7 separate regions of the Mus musculus genome follow, and regions 2, 3, 4, 5, 6 and 7 are each linked to region 1. Evidence: chromatin contacts called from public promoter capture Hi-C data. All regions are on one chromosome and are shown on one strand. The core of a region is the stretch at or near the end of the contact, and the rest is flanking DNA. Distances in the headings are between cores, read along the strand shown.

Region 1 (3,330 bases), core at 568-3,067:
GCTCAGTCCAGCTTTGAATTCACCAAGGATAACACTGAACTCCTGATCCTCCTATCTCTGGCATTATGGACCTGCTGACATCACACGGGCATGCTGACATCACACAGGCATGCTGACATCACACAGGCATGCTGGTACTGAGTGAAGAAGTGAAGCTTGAAGCTCTGCCTATGAGGTGACTCAGTAGGTAGGGCATGACACATGGCACTTGCCATCAAGCCTGGTGGTGCCCTGAAGTGAGCCCACATGGTAGAAGGAGAGAACAGACTCTTTCCTACAAGCTGTGCTCTGACCATCATACATGGGCACAGGCACACACAGAGATAACAACAAACAAACAAACAAACAAACAAACAAATGTACATAAGTAAGAACTTTAAAGAAAAGCATCGGCTAAGCTCCCAGGAGCAGTTGAGGAGGGTGCTGACGTAAGGAAGCCTCAGGTCAGCCTCTGTTTGCTTCTGAGCACACACCTCCTGGGGCTTTCGAGTTCCAGATAAGGGCTGCTTCACTCAGCTCTGGAAAGCAGGAAGTCCCCAAGGCTTTCCTGGTCCCTGAGAAAAGGGACAAAGCGGTTGAGTGGAGAGGCAGCGGAGCAGATGGGCTCTCCCTGCCCTAGTAGAGCACTCTAGAGATGGGAGCCCAACCATGCCCTCCACAGATCTACCCGCTAGGATCCCCCAGATTCCCTTGGCAGCCTGCACGCTCACTCAGGAGGGGGTCTGCGGATGTGACAGAGAAATAACGCCGGAAGCAGGCTACAGGGGTGACACCTGCACACCACATTAACAGGACAGTACACCTCACACACTCAGGTCACACTGGGCTCCTTCACCTCACAAGCAAGGAACCGGCTCGACACAGAATGCCGAGGACACATGCCTCTGTGCACCAGATGTTACACTGGTGACAGGGACAACCTGTAAACACTGGTTCATTCAGGAGTGCTGAAATGCAGGCTCTGAGGTGGCCATGAGCCAGGGGAAGACATCCCAGCACTTTCCCCAGCCTGCACAGAGCAACCTGTTCCTTGCCAGGACTCTCCGGCCTTGGCCTCCAACTCATGAGCTTCCCGGGAGGCCGAAGAGGGAGGACAGCACAGAACAGGCACTCGGAACGCCCAGAGAGCTGACTGTCTTGGTGCTGTGGCAATAGGCAGAGGACAAGGTGGCCCAGACAGGAAAGACAACAAACTGATTCAGCCCTAGCCACCGACTTCTCAACAATAAATGCTCTGGAGGACACCGAGGAGTGCTAGGGACAGAGTCCTCTCTACTCACCCAGGGCTCAGGAGCGGCTTCCTTGAGGATGCGGATGCTGCAAACTGGATAGAGACAGGTCTGTGGGCTGGCTGTGGGCCGCCGCAGCAGAGGCCACTCAGCCAGTCCCGGGCCACTCGGCACTCAGCTGCCCAGCCCTCTTTTCTGGAGGCCTCTACCACAGTCTCCACCCAAATCCTGGGGCTACAGCAGGTGGTAGCTCCCCACCCACCATAACCTGCTTGGCAAGGCCTTCCGCACCTTTCCCCACTGAAGCTTCCTGCTTCTCTCTTCCCCAGGAGTCCAGATCGAGGCAGGGCCTTCCTTATCTACCTGGGATTCACAGGCCAGCTTGGGAACCCTAGGCACTGACCTTACCATGGCTCACAGTCTGCTCCTTACAGCCTGCACGTCCCCGAGGGAGTAGGTGGGGGTTGGAAGGGTGCCTGCAGGATACCTTGGACACAGCCTTCCCTCTAAAAGAGGCTGAGAGCAGGCAGGGGGCCTGCAGCTAGCCCAGCGGAGGGCCTGCTTTCTACCTGAGACTGCCAGGTGCACAGGGCGCTGGGAAACACAGGGTGTGGTGTCCTGGGAGCCCTGTACTGGAGTGACCTTAGTGCTGGCCAACCACATCAGAGGTAGGACTGGCACAGGGACAAGGCAAGACTGTCCCCAAACACAAGTAAGCTTGGCTCATGAGCAGAGTGGCCTGGCCTGGGAGCTCAATCTCACGCAGCCTCGGGTCCGGAAGTGCTGTTACAGTCATGCGAAGAGGCAGCAGGGTTGAGTGGTCCCAAACCCAGGAATACTGGTTCTGAAGGTTCATCACAAAACGCTTCTTTCTTTTTTTTTTTTTTTTTTTTTTTTTGGTTTTTTGAGACAGGGTTTCTCTGTGTAGTCCTGGCTGTCCTGGAGCTCACTTTGTAGACCAGGCTGGCCTCAAACTCAGAAATCCGCCTGCCTCTGCCTCCCAAGTGCTGGGATTAAAGGCGTGCACTACCACACCCGGCTCACAAAAAAAACGTTTCTTAACTGCCATTACTCATGACATGGGAGTGATGGTCGCCAGTGGCTCGCACACGCAGAGGTCAGTCCTTCCAGGCCTCTGCTGGTACTAAAGGCATGGCCTTTAGGTGCCTTCTATACAATGGGATTTCCATTCTATAGTCCTGGCTGGCTGGGAACCCACGATCTTTCCTGAACCTGCAGGTGGCAGGCCTCCTAGGGAAAGCAACCTCCCGCCTCTGAGACAAGGTTTCTCACAGGTCTGGAGGCTGGTGAGCAGGCTAGGCTGGCCGGTATGCCCCAGAGACCCATCTCTCTCCACCTCCCCGTGCTGCGCTCGCAGGTGCACAGCCAAGCTTTTAGTGCAGGCTCTGGAAATGGAACTTAGGCCTTCACACTTCATATCAGAAAATTAAATTAAAACGAGCGTGTGGGGCCCCGTGCCTGAAACGCCATTATCAGCACAGAGATATGGGAAGATCTGGAGCCTGAGACCCTCCTTTGTCTCAGGCATCAAAAAATGAAGGAAGCAGGAAAAGTCAGTTTTTTTTCTTTTAAAATTCATAAAGTGAAAACATTCCTTTAAAATTCTGTGTGAAAGACACAGAATAATTTATAAATTGAAGGGTTTCTGGAAATTTCTGTTCCTTGTTCCCAAATCCTGACAGCCAGGGACTGCTGGGAACCTGCAGTCCTTTAGGCCCTTTCTTATGTGGCTCCAGGGGCAGGCTCCCGCAGGCACGCACGCACAGCAGCCAGAGTCCTCCTCAGGTAGAGTCACTTCCTGGCCCGGCGTGGGTGCTGAGCATGTGTAAACACACTGACCCAGGCACCAACAGCTGTGTGAGGAGACCACACAGGAAGCAGAGCCTGCAGAAGAATGAACGCTGGCAAGGTGGGAAAGGCCAAGCAGGAGGGCTAGTGGGGCAGGCAGAGCCAGTGAGCCGCACCTCGCTGAGGCATCCAGCTCTCAGATAAGGCGCAGGCCGTGGCCTTGGATCCCAGGTATAACACGTGAACCTAACTCTGAGGTTGGACTTCGGAGGGGAGACCTCGGATGGCTCAG
Region 2 (3,590 bases), core at 543-3,042, 2.1 Mb after region 1:
TGGCTACCTGTACCTGAACACGAAACATTCCCCAAAATTACTAACACTGAAACAGCCCAATTTCCAATAACCCCTGGGCTCCCACAGAGAACATCTAACACTTAAGGCACACAGAAATACCACACATAAAGCAGCTATGATAATTCAGTAAGAATCTAAAGCCCATTGCACCAAATCCAGCCTCAAATCTGCAACCAAGACTTATAAAGTGACTCTATAAAGGTAATATATAAACCTGATATCATATATAAAATTCCCTTTGACACTGTCAAAACACACAGCCCTGGGTGTATTTGTATATATTGCTTATACTCAAGTATAGCTTCCAAGCTTATGATTTAGGTGGAACGTGGAAGTAATAATATGACTATCATACTAACGAGCCATTGATTAAATTCTTGAAAGGTCAGGACTCTCATTTCATATCTAGTGCAGTCCCCCATCACATAAAGTCGTAACGGTGTTTCTCTGAAAGATGTAGGACAAGTCAATACTGCTGAAAAATCAAACAAAATCTCTGTGCTCCCTATATTTTCTCGGCCCTGAAGTGGGCTCTAAAACTGAAACCAGCTAGTACTGCCTCTCTCAGGTAAAGTCAGACTCCATGTTCTCCAAAACGGACTGTGAGTAAAGGAACGCATTGGAGTAAAGGGGAGGAGTACACAGTTATTGCGAACTCTTTACAAGTTATCTTCAGATGAGCCGAAAAAAATCCTTATGCCCAACTAAAAATGCTCGCTCTGGGCTTTGGTTTTGGGTGAATTTGTTTTGTTTGGGGGGAGCATTATTAAGTAAGGCAATGAACACCAGGACAAGTGGTTATCTGGCAAGCCAAACCACACCAGAGAGTGCCCTCCTTGGATTGTTCTTACTCGTCCCTACTTTACTTTTTCATAGGGACTAGGGGATAGCGCAAAGGAAGACACACACACAGTCTAGCACCAGCAGCTTCTCAGCACCCACTCACCCATATCCTAAATGTGTCCCAGACCCATCAACAGTACACCACACTCGGCAGACACACACCCACCTGTACATCATTCTTAGAATCCTTGCTTTTCCTTAGTCCCTGGTCCTGTTCAAACAGGCCTTGCTTTCCCCATGCCCTACTATCGTCCTGTCCCTGGCACATCGCCCCCCCCACCCCCAAGCCCTTCTCCTCATATATACCTAGCATACCATGCAGTCCCCACGCCTCTACTCATACTGCGGAGCCTGCCACCTCTTCCGCTCAACGTCCCCTTGGATCTCAGGTCTCCCTACGCCGGGCACAACCTCGCACATCAGGGGCCGCGCTCCGGCACGCCTCCCGCCCGCAACCCGCGCGCCCCTCTCTTCCGGGTCCGCGTACGCCGGCCTAGCGCGGCCTACTCCCGCAGCCCCGGGCAGCAGGCCTCCGCGCCACAGGAGCGCGCCCGTCGGCTCCCACTACTCACCAGCGCGCGGCGGCTGTGGAGGCGCGGCCCGGGGCCTGGCTCCCGGCCCGGCGAGGCCCATGCGCTCAGCGGCGGCTCAGCGGGCGGGCCACGGCGGGGGCGCGGCCCTGGGGGGCCCCCATCGCGGCGGCGGCGGCGGCTCGGCGACCCGTGGCCCGGAGGCGGCGCAAGGCAGGCCGCAGAGCGCCGCCAAAACCGGCTGCTCACTCTCACCAGCCCTCTCTGGAACCAGGCTCCAGCCCGACCCCAGCAGGCTCCTGCGGCGGCGGCCGCAAGCGCTTCCCTGAGCCGGGAGCCTGAGCCCAGAGCCCTGAAGCCCAGGCCTGAGCGCCCCCGCCGGCGCCGCCCGGAAGTGCGGGGGCGGGGCCGTGGTGTGGGGCGGGACTGCTGCGGAGGCTGGGTCTCGTTGTAGAGGCAGAACCACGGTGTGGGGCGGAGCTTCTAACACGGGGCGGGTGGGAGTCCGAGGACAAGAAGAGTAAGGGGCAGAGTCTTGAGCGAAAGGCGGGACTGCGGCGTACTCAGGAGCCAAGCACTGTCTTGCGGTGGTGAAGGCGGGGCGTGAACTAGGAGTGCCGCTGAAAAGAAACGTAGCCGCGGAGGATGCCCAATGGGGCAACGACTACTGCTCGTCCCGAAAGGTGCCATGGGAAACAGCCCTGAGCGCGCTCAACAACCACAGCCATCACTGAACCCTAGGCCAGTACACTGAAGGCAGACCACTCATATCTGATCGCAGATGCTATTGAGAGAGTAGAGTTTCTGGGTAGCTGGTCGCCCTCCACACAAATACACACATAACACTTATAATGTCTGCAAGGCATCTCTTGCTAAGTCTGCAAGCGCAAAGAGTCAACTCCATTTTGCCCCACCACAGGAACATAGATGCACAACTCTCTACTTGGCAGGTCTCAACCCTCGGTCAGCCACATCCCAAGGAGAAATATGTGAACACAAGTAATTACTGCACTTAAGAATGTCATCTACCAGTCAAATCAGCCCCTGACACCTCTCAGGTAGTCCATTTTGCAGACAAAAAGTTGTGACCTAGGCTTAGTACGCACCCACCCAGACCTCACCTTGGCCAGAGGACTCCTGGTACCCATACCACCCTATACTGGCTGCATCTGCACTTGCCATCTACATGCTTTTATACTGCTGCTGCCAGTGCCACTGCCATGTTTTGTTCTGGACATTGTTCTCCCTCATTGCCTTGTCCCTTCTTCATGGCTCACAGGCAAAAGCAGTAGTACTGGCTTCAGACTCTAAACCCACAGCTGACTGGGGTGATCCTAACCCTGCCACCTGTCCCTTAAGAGGACTTAGCACAGTACCGAGGACCAGGATTGCTATGTATAGAGAAGGAACCACTTGAACTATAGCTACTAGGGTGACCAAGCCTGACAAATTCCCCTCCTAGACTCATCACTGAGCCTCAGGTCTGGGGCTGGGGTATAGATAGTGCCCCCCCCCTCAAATGCCAGGACAAGTTTCATGTTCACTTCTGTCCATCTAATGCAGCCTCAGGTCCTCCGGCCTCTGGGCACTGGAGACTCTCTAGCAGCCCCTGACCCAGACCATTCAGCCTCATACCATTAGAAGAAACAATCACGACCACTGAGTGAGCAGTAGATAGCCTTGGCCTTGGGCATCCTCCCCACTCCCAAACCCGGACCCCAATGCTTGCCTTGATTCTGTAGAGCTGCTGCTGCGGCCAGGCCAGGCTCTCGGGATCAAGTCCACGTCCATCCTCCTGCTGGCCCACGGTGGTAGGTATCCCCAAGCCCTGGGACCAGAGTAGGGCCCTCGGGCCTCCAGCTCCTCGGGACCCCTGCCCTGCAGGGACAGGAAGGGAATCAGGAAGCCTGGAGGAAATGCAACGGCCTGCTAAGGAGTGCTGGGGGGGGGGGGTGTGGTGGGGGAGAAATTATAAATAGGGGTAAAAGGATTAAATTATGAAGACCTTGAGGGAGTTTCTGCAATGAGAGGGTAAAGGACAGCACTTGAGAGCCTTGAAATGCCTTTGCTCCTCCCAGAATTGCCATTAGCAGCTTTAACTAAATTTTCATGGCATTTGCTCATGTTTCTTGCCAGGAATCAAGAGTTTTAAAAACCCAAACTCATGAGCAGAAATTCTTTTCCTCAATGTAGACA
Region 3 (3,605 bases), core at 190-2,689, 2.2 Mb after region 1:
GAACCCATGAGTTCGTTGGACTGGCTTATGGGACCGTGGATGAGAGATTGGCCACAGAAACATGGGTGACCTCAGGACAGCCGAGTCACTGAAAGGTCCCCCTGCCCCCAGCATGGGCAGTGACAGCAAGCCTGATGGGATCCTGCTTTCAGTTTACCTACCTCCTACAGGGGAGTAGAAAGTCCTAGGTGAGGAGTTAAGGCCAGTGTATAATGCCGATCCTGGATTACTACTCCCCTAGTCCCAGCTACCACCGTATTCTACTTATTTCATTGGCACGACTACAGGGCCAAGCTATAGGTCACCAGAGCAATGATGCACCATGATGTCCCATAGTCATGACAAATGTGGAGGAAATTGCTTTACTCAAGCACTTTAATGAGTGTTTTTATGCATGGTATAAAACATTAGGCCTGAAGCTTAGAGCTTTGAGTAAAGAAAGGAAGGATCCCTCGACTTTGGGTAAATGCAAGAACCAAGCAAGAATCCAGGGCCCATGAAATTGAGAATCCAATTGGGGTTCTTTTGCGGGCGCTGGTATAGCTCCTGCCCATCTGATTTGTCTGAGGATGGCAGTAAAGAATAGACCGGACCTGAGGCTTCTTCAAGGCCCAGTGAGCGAGCCTTCAGTAGGAGTACACACCAGTCTTTGTGGGTATTGTGTATCAGGTCTCCTGAAGTTGGAACAGCAGAGCCTAACACTCCAAGGGCTACTCTCATCTCTCCCTCAATGCAACCCAGGCACAAAAGAGTATCCTCCACTCCCGACCTGATGCTGTCCATGATGACCACCACGGCCTGATGTCCATTTATGTTCACATTGACACATGTAAGTCACATCTCACCCCGGATCCCAGAGTCACTGATTCAGTTGCAGGTACATCATGACAGCTTCTGTGGCTAATTTGATAAGTCATTTCACTCTTTGACATCTAGACAATGGAACCCAGTTCTTGGTTCTCTGAGTTTCAGTGCAGTGATTCTTGCCAGCCAGCAAGAGGTTCACTCTGGACTTTCCACCCGGGTTAGCCACGAGAGGGAGCTATTGGGTTTGCAAGCTCCAGATTCTCTGCACTGGGAGGTAGTGTCCAAGAGCGGTGTTCATCTGGAGTTCCGACTTCCACAGCTGATAGCACGCAGCCCGGCCAGCTTGGGTATATGGACTAAGTGGCTGCACAGACACCAACTGGGAAAGGAACCGGGCATTTAACTGGCTGGAGCGTCTCTGGGCCTCTGTATCAGTGCCTCCTCCCATTCTCAGTCCCAGCAGGCTGCGCGCCACCGAGGGCGGGGTGTCCGCCTGGTCGAGTGGGAAGGGCTGGAGGCTGGGAGTTGCGGGAGGGTCTGTGATAGGAAGGCTTGAAGGGCCCAGGCACCTTTTTGGGGTGGGGCGCCCCTGTCCCACCCCCGTCTGATGGGCGGCTTGATGTGGGGGCAGAACTTTGGTCCTGGATCTTTCTGGGCGGAGCGAGCAACCTGCAGAACGCTGCGTTTTGCGTTGGAAAGGTAGATCTGGTTCCTGGTTCCACTGTCCTTGCCATCCCGGACACGCAGCAATCATGGCCCAGCCGCCGCCCGACGTTGAGGGGGATGACTGTCTTCCTGAATACCACCATCTCTTCTGCCCGGATCTTCTCCAGTGAGCTAAAGCAGGGAACCAGGGGGCGATCCAGACTTGGGGCACAGGGTTTAACGAATCTGCCACTGGATGTGACATCACAGAGGACAGATGCTCAGTACTCCGTTCCTGGGCAATCGTAGACCTGAAGTTTCTTGGGGTTCTGGAAGAATGGGATGAGGGACTGAGGGTGGAAGCTGCTCACTTTGTTTTGTTTTGTTTTAGAGACAGGGTTTCTCTGTATAGCCTTGGCTGTCCTGGAAGTCACTTTGTAGACCAGGCTAGCCTCGAACTCAGAAATCCGCCTGCCTCTGCCTCCCGAGTGCTGGAATTAAAGGCGTGCGACACCACGCCCGGCGCTTGCTCACTTTTGAAAACAAGTCTCTCTTGGTAACTTACTACGCAGAAAATTTTAGGCTAAATAAACTCCTTCACCTCCGAACTTCTAGGGAGCCTAAAAATAACCGACTTTAAAGATTGCAGTTTTATGGCTGGGGATTTATGTCTTGCAAATTCATTGAGTACCTGTTTAGCAGGAGCATGTTTTCCTTCATAGCGAAACTGGGTAGAAGTTCATGGAGTGAAAGTTCTCCACGGGCCGCTTATCTATTTGAGCTTGAGTTAACAGAGATCTATCTATCTAAAGCTCTTCGAGATGAGGTTTCTCTGTGAAGCCCTGGCTGTCCTAGAACTCTCTCTGTAGACCAGGCTGGCTTTTAATTCTTGGTCCCCCTGTCTCCACTTCTCACAGGCTGGAATTACAGGCATGCATCCCCCATCAAGCTAAAACATGGTTTTCAAAGAAGAGTTTAGGGACTAGAGAGATGGCTGAATAAGTTCAGAGCACTTACTGTTCTTGCAGGAGACCCAGCATTGGTTCCCAGCATCCACACGAGGACTCAACTCTCTGTAGGCACACAGGCAAAACACTCATACTGGTAAAACAAATAAATATTTAAAAATGACTACATTTTCTTGTTTTTGAAGGGACAAAGTGGCCTTTATCACAGGTGGTGGTTCTGGGATTGGCTTCCGGATCGCAGAGATTTTCATGAGGTACACACTACCGGAACCCTTCCTGCCACCTTACGTCCCTTTGTCTGGATCTTGGTGGATTTGGGGGAGTGGTTGAATGCTGTCTTGGGGAGAGGTCAGGACCTTTGTGGTCTCCTAGAATTAGTTGAGACTGTGTGTGACTAGCCTCACAGCCTCGTACGTTGACGGGGTGCTGCTGATGTGGGAGAAGAGTGTCCCTTGGACACAGGTTTTGTGACCTCATTGAGAGGATTAGCAGCTCGATACCAAAGCTGGTGGAGGCTCAGAATTGTGGAGGTGGAGGTAGAAGAACCCTTCTCCAGTCTTCCCCAGCACTCAGCTTTTCACAACTGGACGTGAGTCCCACAAGAATCGACTGAGGCTCCAAGTAGTAGATTATTATTCAGAGCTGGTGGCTTTATGAAGTTTCTTCTAGTAGAACAAAGCCCTGTCTATTCAGAGTCGGGAAGATTAAATAAGCTGGTGTAGCTTCTATGAAAACCTGTGGAGCAGGTCATAGACACTGTTGTCACCGGGTGGCTCCCCCTCTCAAAATGGGCTCCTGTTCTTCACTCCAGTGTCCCAGCAGGGCCCTGCACAGATATGGGATTGACACCAGTATCCCACTACACCCTCTCTGCCATGTACATGGTATCTGAGGCAGGGTACCCCAAGCCAGAGACACACCACAGACACCTAGGAGTGGGCAGCCATGGCATCCAGAAGTCTGTCTAGACTTACACAGTTGTGCCTGCTGCCGGTCAGGCCAAGAAACTAAGAAACTTGGGGGAGTTCCTTCTGGAGTAGTGCTTGCTGGGAGCCCCCCAGGGTTTGTCCCTCATCTTTTCTTCTCAGGCCTACTATCTGGTTTTATAGGCATGGCTGCCACACTGTCATCGTCGGCAGGAGTCTGCAGAAAGTGACCACGGTGAGAAGAAAGCTGTGGGGAGGA
Region 4 (3,374 bases), core at 606-3,105, 2.2 Mb after region 1:
TACTTTGTTGAACACATATGACCTAGACAACTGGCATGGTAGGGTGAGCCCTGCCTGCCCCACACACCACCCCCATTGGCATAAGGTTGAGTAGAGAGTGGGAAAAGAAAGTCCTGAACTTTCCCTGAGAATTTAAGCAAAGGTACTCTGCCCCACACCTTCCAAACCCCAGCAACTGTCAGAGATACTACCCACACGTCAAAGCAGCCAGGGCCACAGAGCCACTTGTCCCCCACCCAGCCATCAACTCTCACTTGGGCTTAATCCCAGGGCTGGAGAAGGAGGAACAAATAGGATGTGGTATGGAGCAATCTATCAGAAGGTCTTTAGGGAACACTGCCTTTCATTTCAAACTATACCAACTCCTCGGAAACCAAAAACAACAACCCTCAAAGAAACAAGAGCTCCGGGCTGGAGAGATGGCTCAGCGGTTAAGATCACTGACTGCTCTTCCAAATGTCCTGAGTGCAAATCCCAGTAACCACATGGTGGCTCACAACCATCCCTAGTGAGATTTGACTCCCCCTTCTGGAGTGTCTGAAGACAGCTACAGTGTACTTACATATAATAAATAAATAAATCTTTAAAAAAAGAAACAAGGGGCTGGTGAGATGGCTCAGTGGGTAAGAGCACCCGACTGCTCTTCCGAAGGTCCGAAGTTCAAATCCCAGCAACCACATGGTGGCTCACAACCATCCGTAATGAGATCTGACTCCCTCTTCCGGAGTGTCTGAAGACAGCTACAGTGTAATTACATATAATAAAAATAAATAAATAAGTAAATAAATAAATAAATAAAAAAGAAAGAAACAAGAGCTCCAAGGGAGGAGGGGGTGGAAATGGGAGGTACAGTCAACATCCGGAAAGGTCCAAGGAACACCAGGTAGCACAAAGGTCTCCCGGGGAGTTTCCCGCCGGGCAAGAGAAGGGAAAGTACTCATCTTTCCTATTTCTAAATGTCTGCGGGTAGGCAGAACACAGAGGGTCAAAGATCTAACTGCCTCCTTAAACTGTAGTCCAGTGCGTTCCCACTTGCGGAGCAGAAATAACAAAAAGCAGTTAGGAAGCTCCCCTATAAGGGAGTACCCTTTCTTTACATCCATTCTGGTCAGCCAGCTTCTCTAGGGCCAGCTGGCAGCACAGTCGGTGAGAAGCAAAATCAGCAATCAAGAGTGACCTTCCTGGGATTGGATTAGGAACATAATGCTGGTTAGACCCCCCCTAGTCCAGGGTCTGCCCAACTTTCTCTAGCTCAACCCTTCTACCAGATACTGTCCCTTGCGTCACCACGGTTCAGCTATTCTTCGGAGATAGGTTCCTCTACCTCCCAGCTCTTGGGTGCCACAGTCGCGTCTCTAAAGCACAGGAGAGACGGACCGGTAGAATCCGCTCCAAGTGAGCGAACTCGGCGGGCCCGGAACGGAAAAGCGGGCATGGGGGTTTTTCTGGCCCGGATGCCCCGCAGGGGGCGCAACCCAAGATGAGAACCTCGTTTCAACGCCGCGCCAGGTGAACGCACAGGTGCCCCCCGTGAGTCACAATCCCCGCCTCCCGCCCGCCCCCGGCCCGCGCCGCGGATGGCGCTGTAGGCCCGCGGGCTCACCGCTCTCCTTGCTGTTGCTGGCGGCGGCAGGCGGAGGCCGAGCCAGGAGCAGCAGCAGCAGCAGCAGTGACCCGGTCGCTGCCTCCCGCGCTGTGCCCCCGGCCCCAACCCGGCCCATGGCTCGGCGCTCAGCCCGAGCTACCCCTCCCGCGTCCCGCGCCGCTCGCCCCCGCCTGGGCAGCCCCCGCCGCCTCTGCGGCCGCCGCCACTGCCTCTGCCCGGAGCTCCCATGGCTCCGATAGACCTGCCGCCAGCGCCCCGGGCACTTCCGCCTCCGAGGCCCCGCCCCGCAGGGAGCCGGCCTGCGGTCTAGGTTCCTGAGGATGCTGGACCGCGTCACCTTGGCCAGAGTGGAGGCGAACAGCAGGGGGCCGAAAAGGTCTCATTGGAAGGGGACACGGATTCACTGGGGATCACTCAGCTTGAGGGGGTGGGCGGCAAAGGATGAAGGGTCCTGTCGAACGCTTTGGGGTACCAGACGACAGATGTCACGTATACGTGACATATACGCCCGAAGGTGCACTCTGACCTTGCCTGGAAGAACCGAACCTCCAGCTGCTCTCAGGACCCCTCACACCATAACCATAAACTGCCGCAAAAGTATAAGAGACCAAATGGAAACGGGAAGGTGCACTTTGAGTAACCGAGTTTCATGTCAGTGTCAGATGAACTACTCTGGGTACCAAAGGGATATATTCCAAACATGTTAAAGATGTGGTTGCAAACTGAAAGCCCAAAAAGAGAAGTTGAGGCTTTTTTCAGAGGGGTTCGATGCAACAACAAAAGTAAAACAATGCACTAAAAACATGCGTACAAAAATAAGCCAAACATTTGTGGCCCGTGCCTTTAATTCCAGCACTGGGGAGGCAAAGGCAGGCAGACCTCTGAGTTCAAGGCCAGGGTAGTTTACAAATAAAGTCCAGGACAGCCAAAGCTATTACACAGAGAAACCCTGTCTTGAGAAAAAAAAATTATAAATAACACCAGGTCAGGTTGCAGCCTATCATGAAAAGCTGAGTACAGTGGATCTCAGCTGAAGTCCCAGTGCTGGCAAGGCTAGAACAAGAAAATCACCAAGAGTGAGGCCAGCCTGACCTACAGATACTAGTAAAGTGCTCCCCACATCAGTATTACCTGCCTTTTCAGGAAAGTGATAAGGGACCAGGGTGGTCATGGTGCACACCTTTAATCCCAGCACTTGGGAGGCAGAGACAGACCAACCTCTGAGTTCCAGGTACTCAGAGAAACCCTGTTTTGAAAAGCTGGGGGAAAAAAGTCAAAGTGCTACATGCTACAGGATTCCTAAAACATTATGCAAATTAGAACAACAGGACCACCTCCTGTGTTAGAGAATGTTAAAAAGTTGGAGCATATTTATCCTTTTGCCAAACAAAGATCAAAAAGCTCTTTGGGGAGATGGGGCCCAAATTAAGGAATGTCCCCAAGGAGCCTCCGAACTCTCCAAAAATAGCCCCAGCCTGTAGGAAAACTATTTCCTTTGTTATCCTGCCAGGGTTCACTGAAGTGTGGGGCTGCATCCACCCACTGTTCTAATGGTAGATGCATATATAAAGTGGTCACCCCTACTGAAAGTGACTGTGGTCACATGAGAAAGGGCTGGTGGGGCAGAGCACACCTGTATCTCAGCACAAGGAAGGAAGAAAGGCCCCACCCACCGGCAAGGCAAGTGGATATCTAAATTCAAGGCCGGCCTCGGGTACAAAGGGAGTTCCAGGACAGCCAGGGCTACACAAGAACTCCTTTCTCAACA
Region 5 (3,587 bases), core at 1,056-3,555, 2.4 Mb after region 1:
CGGCACGGCTGTGGCTGCTGTCCTTAGCTTCTCACTATACAGGGTCCTAGTGAAGAGCCGATGACAAAGGACCCATGAGCCTCTCCTGCCCCCAGGCACAGCACACTGTGGTGCCTTATGTGGGCCCACACGGCAAAGAAGTATGGGCTTTCGGCCTGTTGGAGTAATATCTGTGTGGCTGGCTACAGGGTCCCTGGGACTGATGTGGGTTCCTGCTCAGGAACTTGGTATTTAGATCTTGGCTTCCAAAAGTCTGTTGCCCTATTCCAGGCCTGTCCTGCTGAGCCTGAGAGTACTGGTGCCAGGTGTGAGGCCTTAGCCTTGGAGGGAGGGAGGATTGTGTGTAAGGGGCTGGGCTGTGGGTAAGGAATCCAGTGACCAGGACCCGAAGTTCTCAGGGTGTGTTCCCCCCCCTTCCTGGTTGTGCATGGCCAGTGGACATGTAGAGGGCAAGAGGTAGTGGTCAAATCAGGGAGGGACCCGATAGTCACAGAGGTCCCACCTTTTTGTCAGGTGTGGAGCCTTATCCACACTGCGCCAGCTGCAGAGCAAGCGGAACTGACTTTCCTGATTAAATTTCACTTGTCTTTTCCATCTCTTGGATTTTGATCTCTCAATGCAACTTACTTTCTCTCTTTCTCTCCCTCCCTTCCTTCCTTCCTTTCTTCCTTCTTCCTTTCTTCTTTCTTTCTTTCTTTCTTTCTTTCTTTCTTTCTTTCTTTCTTTCAAAAATATGCTTATTTTTATGAGTTTGAGTGTTTTGCCTGCCCATATATGTAAGTGCCCCGTGTGTGTGCCTGGTACCGACAGAAGCCAAATGAGTATGTCAGAGTTCCCTGGAACTGGAGTTAACTAATGATTGTGAGCCATCCCGTGGGTGTTGGAAACAAACCCAGGTCCTCTGCAGAGGCAGCAAGTGCTCTGAACCACCAAGTCCTCTCTCCAGCCCCATAAAAAATGGCTTTTCAATCGCAATGTGACTGCTGTTTTTGTGTGAGTTGGAAATGCCACCTGACCCTTCTGAGACGTCTCCCCTGTGTCCTGGTTCCCATTCTGTGGTCTCACTAGTCATGCTGATTAATGGCTACGGAAGGTCCAGTTAAGGGGTCTGCTGTCTAGTAATGCCAGCATCCATCAGTGTCATGGGGGTGGGGGTGTGTGTGAGAGGGCTCCTGCTGCTTCTCTGGGAACATTGCTTCTGCTGTTGGTTCTTCATTGCCCCACACTCCACACAGCCCAGGCAGCCTGCCTGGCTCTGCTGAGAACCTGGGCTTTATGTGTAGCCTGGCTGTTACAAGCAAGGGCCAGCCATAGATCTCAACCTGGCCAGAAGCTGAGTGAATGATGGACTCGGAGTTGATCCTGTGACATGACCTCCTACCACCAAAGACACCCAAACAGGAATCCATACACTCAACGAGTCACTTGGGTTGGGTCAGGTGGGTTCTCTCTGCCCCAGAATGTCCACAGAACAGGGATCCCTGAAAAATGAGGCCTTTGCCTCCTGCTCCAGTCCCAACCTACTGGCCTGCCGTCCCACTGAGCATCTAGGCAGGCTGCTTATTGTAGGCAGCTGTATTCCCTGTAGAGGCCCATCGGGCAAGAATAACTGCCATCCCATCTTTGCAGTAGCAGATTGTTTTGAATGATACTTGGGGGGGTTGCCATGGTTACACATCCTATTGGTCTGTCACCTTCACTGTCCTCAGGAGCACACCCCCTCCCTTATCCAAGCTGCAGTCAGTTCTACCTTCACGTGGCTATTTGTGGCTCTTCCTGGCTATCCCCTGTGCCTTCTTGACTGGTGTTTTTGCACTGGAGGCCCTGCTATCTCAAATCCAATTCAGGGATGTTTGGTTAGAGCTTCCAGCCTTGGCCATGAATAGGGAACCTGGGGCTTCGTTGCTGGAACAGTGCAAATAAGGACAAGTGTGTCTACTGAAAGCAGCTCCAGCTCAGGAGAAAGTATGATGGGAGCAACTGGACCTTGACATTCTGGGGATGGGTCACAGACCTATTTTTAGTAGAAAGAAAGTATCCTAGGGAAGGTAATAAAACAGGCTGCCTAAGAGGGTATTGGGTGCTGCAGGCTGCCAGCTATGGCCTACTGGGAGAAGCTTCTGCCGCACGTGGTGCAAGAGCTGGACGCAGGCAGTGGTTCTGGGTCGAGCTGTTCGGTGGGGGACGATCTACCCAGGCAGTGCGTCGAGTTGGGGCCGCGCGTGCGCGTGCAGGATATGCGCGTACTCTGGCTGTGTGCGCGCTGGGCTGGCATCTCGGTGACGCTGTCTGAGCTCGGGGAGCGCAGAGCAGAGCAGGCGGAGCGGGCCGGCCGGGGCGGAGCGGAGCGGTCCGCAGAGCAGCCCCTCCCGGCCTCGGCCGACCCCGGCCCTCGGCCCGGCTCTATGGACAGGAGCTCGCTGCTGCAGCTCATTCAGGAGCAGGTGCGTGGTGGGTGGGAGCTGGCACTGCCTTGGCGCCCTTCCAGCCGGTGAGGGGTTCGGGGGAGGGACCATGCTCGCAGAAGGCCCAGGCAGCCGCCTCCCAAACCCCCCTCCCTGCACGACCTTGGTCTCTGAGACTCCCGACCCCAAGAAAGGTCTGGCTTCATCGGGTTTCCACGGAAAGCTGGGGATGGAGGGTGGTGGTCCTTGGACCTAGGTCCTTCCCCTTTCTAGGACTGGTAGAGCGAATATGAGGTGGTAGAACAGCCAAACCAGGCACCTTGCCCTGCCAGGGCCTGGGAACAAGCTGGTTCTAGCAAACAGGCACTGACTGGCACAAAGGTCCAGCCTTCCTAGCCAGCCTAGCTCAGCCCTGTGGCTGGGAGTTGGCCCACCCTCTACTCCCCCACCACAGCAGCTGGATCCTGAGAACACAGGCTTCATCGGTGCGGACACCTTCGCTGGTCTGGTACACAGCCATGAGCTGCCCCTGGACCCCACCAAGTTGGACATGTTGGTGGCTCTGGCTCAGAGCAACGAGCGGGGCCAGGTCTGCTACCAGGAGCTGGTGGACCTGGTCAGTGCCATGGTGTGTGGGCAGCAGGGGAGGGCCCAGGCCTGGTCAAGCGCAGCACCCTGACCAAAGCTGGGTGGGCACACAGCTTTTTACTGGGTAGGGCTTACAGACCTGGGCAGTGTGGAAGACCCTCAGACCATTAGCAGCCACACAGCCAAGTAAGGTAGGGTTCCACAGGAACAATACTGTCACCTACACTAAGGTTCCTGCCCTTCAGATCAGCAGCAAGCGTTCCAGCAGCTTCAAGAGAGCCATTGCTAACGGACAGCGGGCACTGCCCCGAGACGGACTGCTAGATGAGCCAGGCCTGAGTGTCTACAAGCGGTTTGTGCGCTATGTGGCCTACGAGATCCTGCCCTGCGAGGTGGACCGCCGCTGGTACTTCTACAGGCACCGCACCTGCCCACCCCCTGTGTTCATGGCCTCGGTCACTCTTGCCCAGGTGGGCCTGCCTACACATTGCCCTGGGGCCTCCTGAGTCCCTAGTCTTGACCAGCCCTAACACTAGTGTCCCCAGATCATCGTGTTCCTGTGCTACGGGGCACGTCTCAACAAGTGGGTGCTCC
Region 6 (3,504 bases), core at 970-3,469, 2.4 Mb after region 1:
GTGAACTGCTCAACCGCTTCCAAGACTAGTTTTATGCACGATCCCCATCCCTGCCCTCCTTCCTGCTGAATAAATGTCCTTGCCTGTGGGAGTCATAGCCTCTGGGTCCCTTCTAGCTGCAGCGCCCCCACCCCCACCCCCACCAGCACCATCTCCACCCCACTCCCACCAACACTATCTCCACCCCACTCCCCACCCCCACCAGCACCATCTCCACCCCACTCCCACCCCCACCAGCACCATCTCCACCCCACTCCCACCAACACTATCTCCACCCCACTCCTCACCCCCACCAGCACTGTCTCCACCGCACCCCCACCAGCCCTATCTATTCAGTTGGAATCCTTCCAGTAGATGGAGCTTCCAGTTCCTAGTTGAGGTCACCAAGTAGCACCAACTCACTCTTGGGAGCCCTCAGACAGACATACAAGCTTGTCTCCAGGGACATAGGAGAAAGTCAGCTCAGTCCTGCTTCAGCTACACCCACCCCAAGCCCTAATCATCTCCCAGACCGGTCCCCTTTCGCCCTCTCCCAGGTATTCCCAGCAAGCAATGTGGTATAGATAGCCCACAGTGGGCTGGAAAGGATTTATTTTAAGGCCCCTTCAGAACAGGTTCTCTACAGCCCTGTGGCCACCAGACCAGGAGGGGCTAATTTATCCCAAGGACTGAGGGAGGGGCTGAGGTCTAGCTTGTACCGTGACAACTTTTGACAGAGATGCTATTCTTTCCGAAAAATCAGGCACTTGTTGTTGGCTGGCATGTCCACCTGGAAAAACGCTTTGCTGGAGTGACTTGGTTTTTTTTTTGTTGTTGTTGTTTTTGGTTTTTTCGAGACAGGGTTTCTCTGTGTAGCCTTGGCTGTCCTGGAACTCACTCTGCCTCCCAAGTGCTGGGATTACAGGCGTGCGCCACCATGCCAGGCTGGAGTGACTCTTAATCACAGGGAGGCTCCCCACCCCCACATCGCCCTGCCTACCATCCTCTCCAGGACCAAGCCACTGGCCTGGCCTAGTTCCTCCAGAAGGACTGTGTCACGAAGCCCCCACTCTGGGTTCCTGCAGTTGGGGAGGAAGGTAGAAGGCATTTGCAGAGTTGAGGTTATGATCCCGCCTACCCTCTCTCTGAGCCAAGCTACCTCCTAGCCAGATCTGACCTGCATCTGAGGGTCAGGTCAAAGTCCACGTTGCTCTGGGGAGAGATCTTCCCATTGACGGCATAGGGCTGTGAGAACAAGACACAATACATAGGCCCAAAGTCAGTCGTTCCCACACAGCTAGTTTGCAGGATAGGATGGAGTTCTTTCCATAGGAGTATAGAAAGAATAACTTTTTTCTGCACTCAAGAAGGAAAAGGGCTAGCTAGGTCCCGGGCCCTGGGCTTCAAGAGTGGGGAAACACCCAAGGCTGATAGGGGTGTCTTAAGGTAGGGTCACTCACCCCGTAGGTGATCAGCACAGCCTTGGTTTTGAGCAGGTGTCCTGCTGCTCTAAAGAGCCCCTGCAGAGGAAGGCAAGTAGGGCACAGTAAGCCGGGAGCTGGAGACTCATGCTTTCCTCTTTGCAACGTGAAAGCTGGGCTCCACAGTGGTCCCCACCTCTGTGCAGTTCAGGGGGCTGATGTGGATCATATTGATGCAGAGCAACAGGTCCAGCGATCGGGGTGGGATGCCGCCCCATTGCTCCCACTCCCAGGTCACGTCCAGGTACAGCGGAGCCTTCACATTGGACAACCCTTGGGCTCGGGTGGTGGCGGCAATGCTGTGGAGAGCAGCAGCGCATGGGCAAGGGCTGACGAGGCCCCTCAGTGATCGGGGTGTGGGGGGAAAGTCCTGAGGAGCAGCAAGCGGGTATCTTTGTCGACCCTACAGCCCATTGCTTCTACTACCTCAGTCTGGCACCCAAACCTAGGCCTGTCCTGATTTCCGGTCTGCCAGCCCCGCCGTTCACTCAGCCCCAAGCGGCCGCAAGGGAAAGACACCGCGCCGCCGCACCTGTCCAGGCAGCGTTGGTCCACGTCCGACGGCTGCCACTCGGCATTCGGGAAGGCCTGTGCAAAGTGTGCCGCGTGCTGTCCAGAGCCCGAGGCCACCTCGAGCACGCGAACACAGCGCTGGGCAGGATCCACATACTGGCGGAGTACGGACAGGATGGGCTCCTTGTTTCTCTCAGCAGCCGCAGCCATCATCATCGCAGCGGTGCGGCCAGCCCCAGCCAGAATGCGCGCGGGGCACCACGGGAGCTGTGGTCCAGCTCCTGCGCGGGGCACTACGGGAGTTGTGGTCGAAAGGGCCAGCCGCTTGCAACAGTATAACTGTTAGGAGGCCTCTCAACTCCTAAAAGGGTTTGCATCTGCGGGAAACTGATTCCGGCGGCCGGGATTTAGCGGTGACTTCGGACAAGGAACAAGGCTCGAGTAGAGGCTATGGTTTCCTGGAGTCTTTCAGCTGTATTTGTTTAAAAGCTCATTTGTTGCGTTTGCGCCTCACCTTTTTTGGAATGGTGTTTAAGATTGCAAGGCATCCTTCCTTTTCAGAGATGAACGGGAAAATAAAAAGAACATGCGCCGCCCGGGAATCGAACCCGGGTCGCAAGAATGGGAATCTTGCATGATACCACTACACCAGCGGCGCTGTTGAGCGAGACTGCAGTCCGTAGGGCATACGAATTGTGACGCAAGCATGTTAATGTAACAGCATTATGCCTGTGTCTTTTCTGTTGCGCTCCGTTTCTCTATTGGCAAGCGTTTGCAGAACAACATATCCCACCAGATCCCAAAGTGTTGTTGCTGTCGTCCAAGGGAAAGGAGAAAATGTGGGTACCGTGAGATTTATAGACAGGATTTGGTTCTGCGCCATGGAAACCATAGCGGTCGCGATCTCTTGGAAGCCTGAGGTCGCGCTCAGGTCCTGAGGTTCAACAAGCCAAGCCTTGTGGGCATGGGCGGTAACAGAATGGAGCTTGGGGAACCCAGATGCAGGAATCCTCGGGTCTGGGACACTTTGGGCTCAGATGAGCTTTGTGTGACGCTGAGACGGCTGGCATTAGCTCGAGGTCCACGGATAGATAGCAGGAGGCGGTCAGTGACTATTGAAATGAAATTCGAAGCGACAAGTGCACGGACAAGGGTACTTCTCTGATTCTCACCTTTGTGTGGTTTGAAGTGGTTCATTTCTCACAGGGGCTGGATTTTAGAAAATGTCCGAGACGTTCACGCTTGATTGCCAACAGTTAGTTCAAAGGTTGCGTGGGCTACTCTGCCCCATACTACATCATGGAGCTCAGGGTTAAACATGGCTCCTGCTTGGGGCTGTGTTTGAGGTGTCTATTCAGCCGGAGTGACCAGGGGTGTGAGTGTAGTCAAACTGTTAAACTATGTGAGTGACATGGCCCAAGGATGAGATATAGGGTGGCCACTCTAGAAATGCCTCTGAAAAGTTATCAGTCCAGACTCGGGGAAAGTCCTGAAGTCCAACCCCTCACCCACTCTGAGCAGCCCCTGACAG
Region 7 (3,382 bases), core at 716-3,215, 2.5 Mb after region 1:
AGATCAAACTAATGCTCTGTGACCAAACTAAGGGCAAATAGTCACGACAGGCTTCATCTTATCACGCCCCCCCTCCCGCTGTTCTGTAGAATATGAGACCTTCAAAACCCAAGGCTCCTTTAGACACCTGCCAAGTGAGGCCCACCTGCACTCTCTGCAGCCAGTTTGGCCATCTGACCACTAATGGGGACAGTTCAGGGCTGCTCACTGACCTCCTGACCTTGCTTTGCTGCCTTCCCCCCCCCCCCAGTGCCAGTCCCGGAAGGTTCATCAGTGACTCTCAGAGGTGAAGGCTTATGGTCAGGAAGGTTGAGTGATGCCCACCAGAAGCCCCTTCTAGTGCCTCTGAAATAGAGAGCCCAATCTCTCAGGGCTACCTAGATGCACTTGTTTTAACTTCATCAGTGCGAGACGGGACCTGTTCAGGTGTATTTGGGAGAACAGGTGAGTGCATACGTGTCCTGGACTTACAGTATGGGTGACTGGGGAGGCAAATAGTGAGGGTGGCAGGAAATGAGGCTGCTGAATCTTGGGCTATCTCAACATCACCCACGTTTTCAACCTTGACTTTCCCTCTCTTCTCCCAATGGCTCCCAGCCCGGCCCTCAGGCCACGTCTAGGCAGGAAATCGAGGCTCCACCATGCCTCTGACCTGATCTAGGCAGCCCCTAATCATCCAGGCTCCTGTCCCAACACCGGCCCCCCCCCCGCCCCTCCCCCCTGCTGCGATGAGGCTGCTGTCCAGCACTTCATCAAAGTGTTGGGCTGGAACAGAGGGTCCCGTGTCCCGAAGGGGCAGCAGGGAGGCCTGAGAAGACCCTGGTCAGTGGGCCCTGGGACAAGATGGCAGTGGAAGTCGGGCCTCCAGGAGGGAGCAGGTGAAGTGGCATCTGCCATCTGCTCCTGGGAGGTCAGCTGCTGGCTCGGGCTGGGAGGGGCTAGCAGGAGGGCTGCTAGGCCAGATCCAGGCCTCAACAGTGCAGCCTTCTCTCCTGGGATGACGGGTGGGGAGGATCCCCCACTGACTAACATCCTAGAAGGACATGGAAGCCCTGCTCAGCAATCTCAGGATGCCCATTCCCCATTTTGAAGCCTTCCAATCTTGGCCAAGGCCCATTTTCTTTTTCTAGAACCAAAGACATGCCAGCCCACTCCCTGGTATAGAGCTGTGGGCGGCAGCTCTATACCAGCTCATGTCCAGAAGGCGTCCAGGACCCCTAGGCCACATATCCACATGGCTCCTCCCTTTTAATTGTATCAACACCTGTCACGTCCTCCAGTCCGCCGGAGGCTCATAGGGCTGGAGTGGGGAGAGCCCAGAGCCAAGCCAGAAGGAGTGGGGGCTGACGGCCTGCAGTTCCGCGTCCTCGCAGCCACCGTGCTTCCTCTCAGCAATTCCGTGGTACGGAGATACAGCCTGACCGCGCTGCCGGTAGCGAGCGGGGCGCAATCAGGCCGGCCACTAGGGTTAGGGGCTGCGGAACCGCTGGCTCAGCGGCCGAAGGGTGAGGTGGGGAAGGGGCTGCGATTACGTAAGCCCTGCTCAGGCGGCGGCGGCCGCGGCGCAGTCCCAAGTCCCCACCCCGCCCCCTCCTCATTGTAGCCTTCGCGGAGGCAGTGGCTCGACCTGGACCCTCCCCTCCCCGCAGCCTGGCCGCGCGCGCACACACACCTTACCTCGGCCAGGGCTTCTGGCTCATGCCACGCTGTCCGCCGGGCGACCTCGCGTCATGGGGAGCTCAGCACCCGAGCCGCCTAGCGCGGAGGCGGCCGAGGTGCTGGACTGGCTAGCAGGGCCCGACTGCGCCCCGCGCCCGGCGCCCCGCGCCAGGGCCCTCTCCGCAGAGTTCCGAGCGGAGCTCCCCGGTGGGAGAGGATCTGCCGCCCTGAGCCTCCCACCGGGGAGGCTGAGGCTGTGCCCAGATAAATAAGGCCGCTTTGCAGGGAACCCGGCGGGCGCCTCCTCCCTCCCCTTCCCCTCCTCCCTGCGCTCCTCCTCCGCGCTCCTCCCCGCGCTCCTCCGCGGCCGCCGCCGGCGCCGCGCGTGCCCCCCGCCCGGCCCTAAGAGCCGCGCCCTCGCGCGCTCCCGGCGTCCGGACCAATCCGGGTTCTAGAGCCAGGCTGAGGTGTCGAGAATCCCCAACCCCGCCCCGCTCCTCTCCGCGCGCTCCCGGTGCGGTACCGACGGGCACGCGCCAGGCGGCAGCACCCGCTCAGCGGCCGGTGTTCGCACAATAACAAACCCCGTAGGCCGCGCGGCCGAAGAGCAGCTTCGAGTGTCCCATCTGCACAAAGTGGTGGCGACCCAGAATCTTGCCAGCTGAGGAGAATTGCGGTCCTTGGCGCGAGCGGTTGGCAGTGGGGTTCCGGATCCTGCGCAGATGCAACTGGCCCTATGTGCCCTTGCTTGGATTGCCACCTGTGAGGGCGAGGAAAGAGAAGCCGAGTGGAGACATCGACATCGTCGCACCTCCACACACACACACACACACCCTCCTTATGGCCCCTAGGATTCATATCCCTTCCGATCCTGTTGCGAGTCAGGCAGAAGAATCCCTGTTCTGGGTGACATAGTCACACACTTGCAAGCAAGTGACTAAAGCAAGCGTCAATGAAAACACAAGACAGTGGAGTGATAGTGGGGAGGGGTTACTTCTGACAATGTCACAAATGATCTGAGACGCCCTCTCTGTCCCCATAGCACTTGGTAGGAATGGTTCGAGAATCGACCTGCCTTATGGAGTTCCACAGGTTCGCTCTGAGATGAAGTAGAGGTCAGGTGGTGGCAGCCTGTATGGACCAGGGAGGGTGGTTTGTGTAAAAGGACCCATTAAGGGCTGCTGGAGAGCCAGACCTCTCAGCAGGCTAAAGGGACCCCAATCTGGGTCTCTCTTGAGACCAGAAACAGCAGATGTTGGGACAGCAGAGTAGCGTCTTGGAAGAGAAGGAGCTTCAGGGTGGAATGTCCTCAGATGAGACCAACTGCTGTGGAGATGGGAGGTCTGTCTCCTGGGAATGATGTGAGGCCTAGGGGCAATAAGAAAGGGAAGTAAGCTGTATCCTAGCTGGTGTGTGTGTGTGTGTGTGTGTGTGTGTGTGTGTGTGTGTGTGTGTGTGTGTGGTGTATGATCATATATGTGAAGGTGCAAATAGAAGTTAGAGGGCAGTCTCAGGTATTTCTTAGGCAGTGTGTGTGAGTGAGTATATGTGTGTGTGTGTGTGTGTGAGAGAGAGAGAGAGAGAAAGAGAGAGAGAGAGAGAGAGAGAGAGAGAGAGAGAGAGAGAGAGAGAGAGAGAGAGGAGAGAGAGACTGATATTAGAATCCTCTTCTACCAGTCTTTAAAAAAATTATATATTTTATGTATGTGAGTATACCATGGCT

The links. Promoter capture Hi-C pulls out the DNA fragments that hold promoters and counts their contacts.
Region 2: a promoter capture Hi-C map of liver shows a contact between it and region 1, with 6 times the contacts expected there. The contact joins the promoter of Axin1 here to the promoter of 1810013A23Rik in region 1. A contact is called at or near these places in 2 of 39 promoter capture datasets (liver and pre-B cells).
Region 3: a contact with region 1 is called in a promoter capture Hi-C map of liver, with 4 times the contacts expected there. The contact joins the promoter of Decr2 here to the promoter of 1810013A23Rik in region 1. A contact is called at or near these places in 3 of 39 promoter capture datasets (hippocampal neurons, liver and pre-B cells).
Region 4: a contact with region 1 is called in a promoter capture Hi-C map of liver, with 6 times the contacts expected there. The contact joins the promoter of Pgap6 here to the promoter of 1810013A23Rik in region 1. A contact is called at or near these places in 2 of 39 promoter capture datasets (liver and pre-B cells).
Region 5: a promoter capture Hi-C map of liver shows a contact between it and region 1, with 4 times the contacts expected there. The contact joins the promoter of Rhbdl1 here to the promoter of 1810013A23Rik in region 1. A contact is called at or near these places in 1 of 39 promoter capture datasets (liver) and 1 of 9 other capture datasets (liver).
Region 6: a contact with region 1 is called in a promoter capture Hi-C map of liver, with 5 times the contacts expected there. The contact joins the promoter of Mettl26 here to the promoter of 1810013A23Rik in region 1. A contact is called at or near these places in 2 of 39 promoter capture datasets (liver and pre-B cells).
Region 7: a contact with region 1 is called in a promoter capture Hi-C map of pre-B cells, with 5 times the contacts expected there. The contact joins the promoter of Fbxl16 here to the promoter of 1810013A23Rik in region 1. A contact is called at or near these places in 2 of 39 promoter capture datasets (liver and pre-B cells).

What each region holds. Positions count from the first base shown.
Region 1 is chr17:28,270,195-28,273,524 of GRCm38.p6, reverse strand. 1810013A23Rik (RIKEN cDNA 1810013A23 gene) reads right to left here and starts at 1,817. Exons shown (of 3, transcript NR_045427.1): 1 at 1,638-1,817; 2 at 1,281-1,324; 3 at 362-554. The region is part of intron 2 of Ppard (peroxisome proliferator activator receptor delta); the gene reads right to left.
Region 2 is chr17:26,136,888-26,140,477 of GRCm38.p6, reverse strand. Axin1 (axin 1) reads right to left here and starts at 1,792. Exons shown (of 11, transcript NM_009733.2): 1 at 1,437-1,792. Gm46600 (a long non-coding RNA gene) reads left to right here and starts at 1,726. Exons shown (of 3, transcript XR_001782196.2): 1 at 1,726-2,077; 2 at 3,137-3,205.
Region 3 is chr17:26,087,998-26,091,602 of GRCm38.p6, reverse strand. It overlaps Decr2 (2-4-dienoyl-Coenzyme A reductase 2, peroxisomal), which reads left to right and starts at 1,439. Exons shown (of 9, transcript NM_011933.2): 1 at 1,439-1,639; 2 at 2,606-2,674; 3 at 3,530-3,581. The coding sequence starts at 1,560.
Region 4 is chr17:26,111,797-26,115,170 of GRCm38.p6, reverse strand. Pgap6 (post-glycosylphosphatidylinositol attachment to proteins 6) reads right to left here and starts at 1,855. Exons shown (of 13, transcript NM_021793.2): 1 at 1,604-1,855. The coding sequence starts at 1,721.
Region 5 is chr17:25,835,845-25,839,431 of GRCm38.p6, reverse strand. Rhbdl1 (rhomboid like 1) reads left to right here and starts at 2,305. Exons shown (of 8, transcript NM_144816.1): 1 at 2,305-2,444; 2 at 2,860-3,021; 3 at 3,239-3,463; 4 at 3,539-3,587. The coding sequence starts at 2,406. Rhot2 (ras homolog family member T2) reads left to right here. Exons shown (of 19, transcript NM_145999.3): 19 at 1-975. The coding sequence ends at 64.
Region 6 is chr17:25,874,215-25,877,718 of GRCm38.p6, reverse strand. It overlaps Mettl26 (methyltransferase like 26), which reads right to left and starts at 2,219. Exons shown (of 6, transcript NM_026686.2): 1 at 1,993-2,219; 2 at 1,597-1,759; 3 at 1,440-1,499; 4 at 1,157-1,224; 5 at 980-1,058; 6 at 556-769. The coding sequence starts at 2,189. The coding sequence ends at 722. It overlaps n-TGccc7 (a tRNA gene), which reads right to left and starts at 2,631; the gene lies at 2,561-2,631. It overlaps Wfikkn1 (WAP, FS, Ig, KU, and NTR-containing protein 1), which reads left to right. Exons shown (of 2, transcript NM_001100454.1): 2 at 1-91. The coding sequence ends at 29.
Region 7 is chr17:25,807,682-25,811,063 of GRCm38.p6, reverse strand. Fbxl16 (F-box and leucine-rich repeat protein 16) reads right to left here and starts at 1,965. Exons shown (of 6, transcript NM_001164225.2): 1 at 1,678-1,965.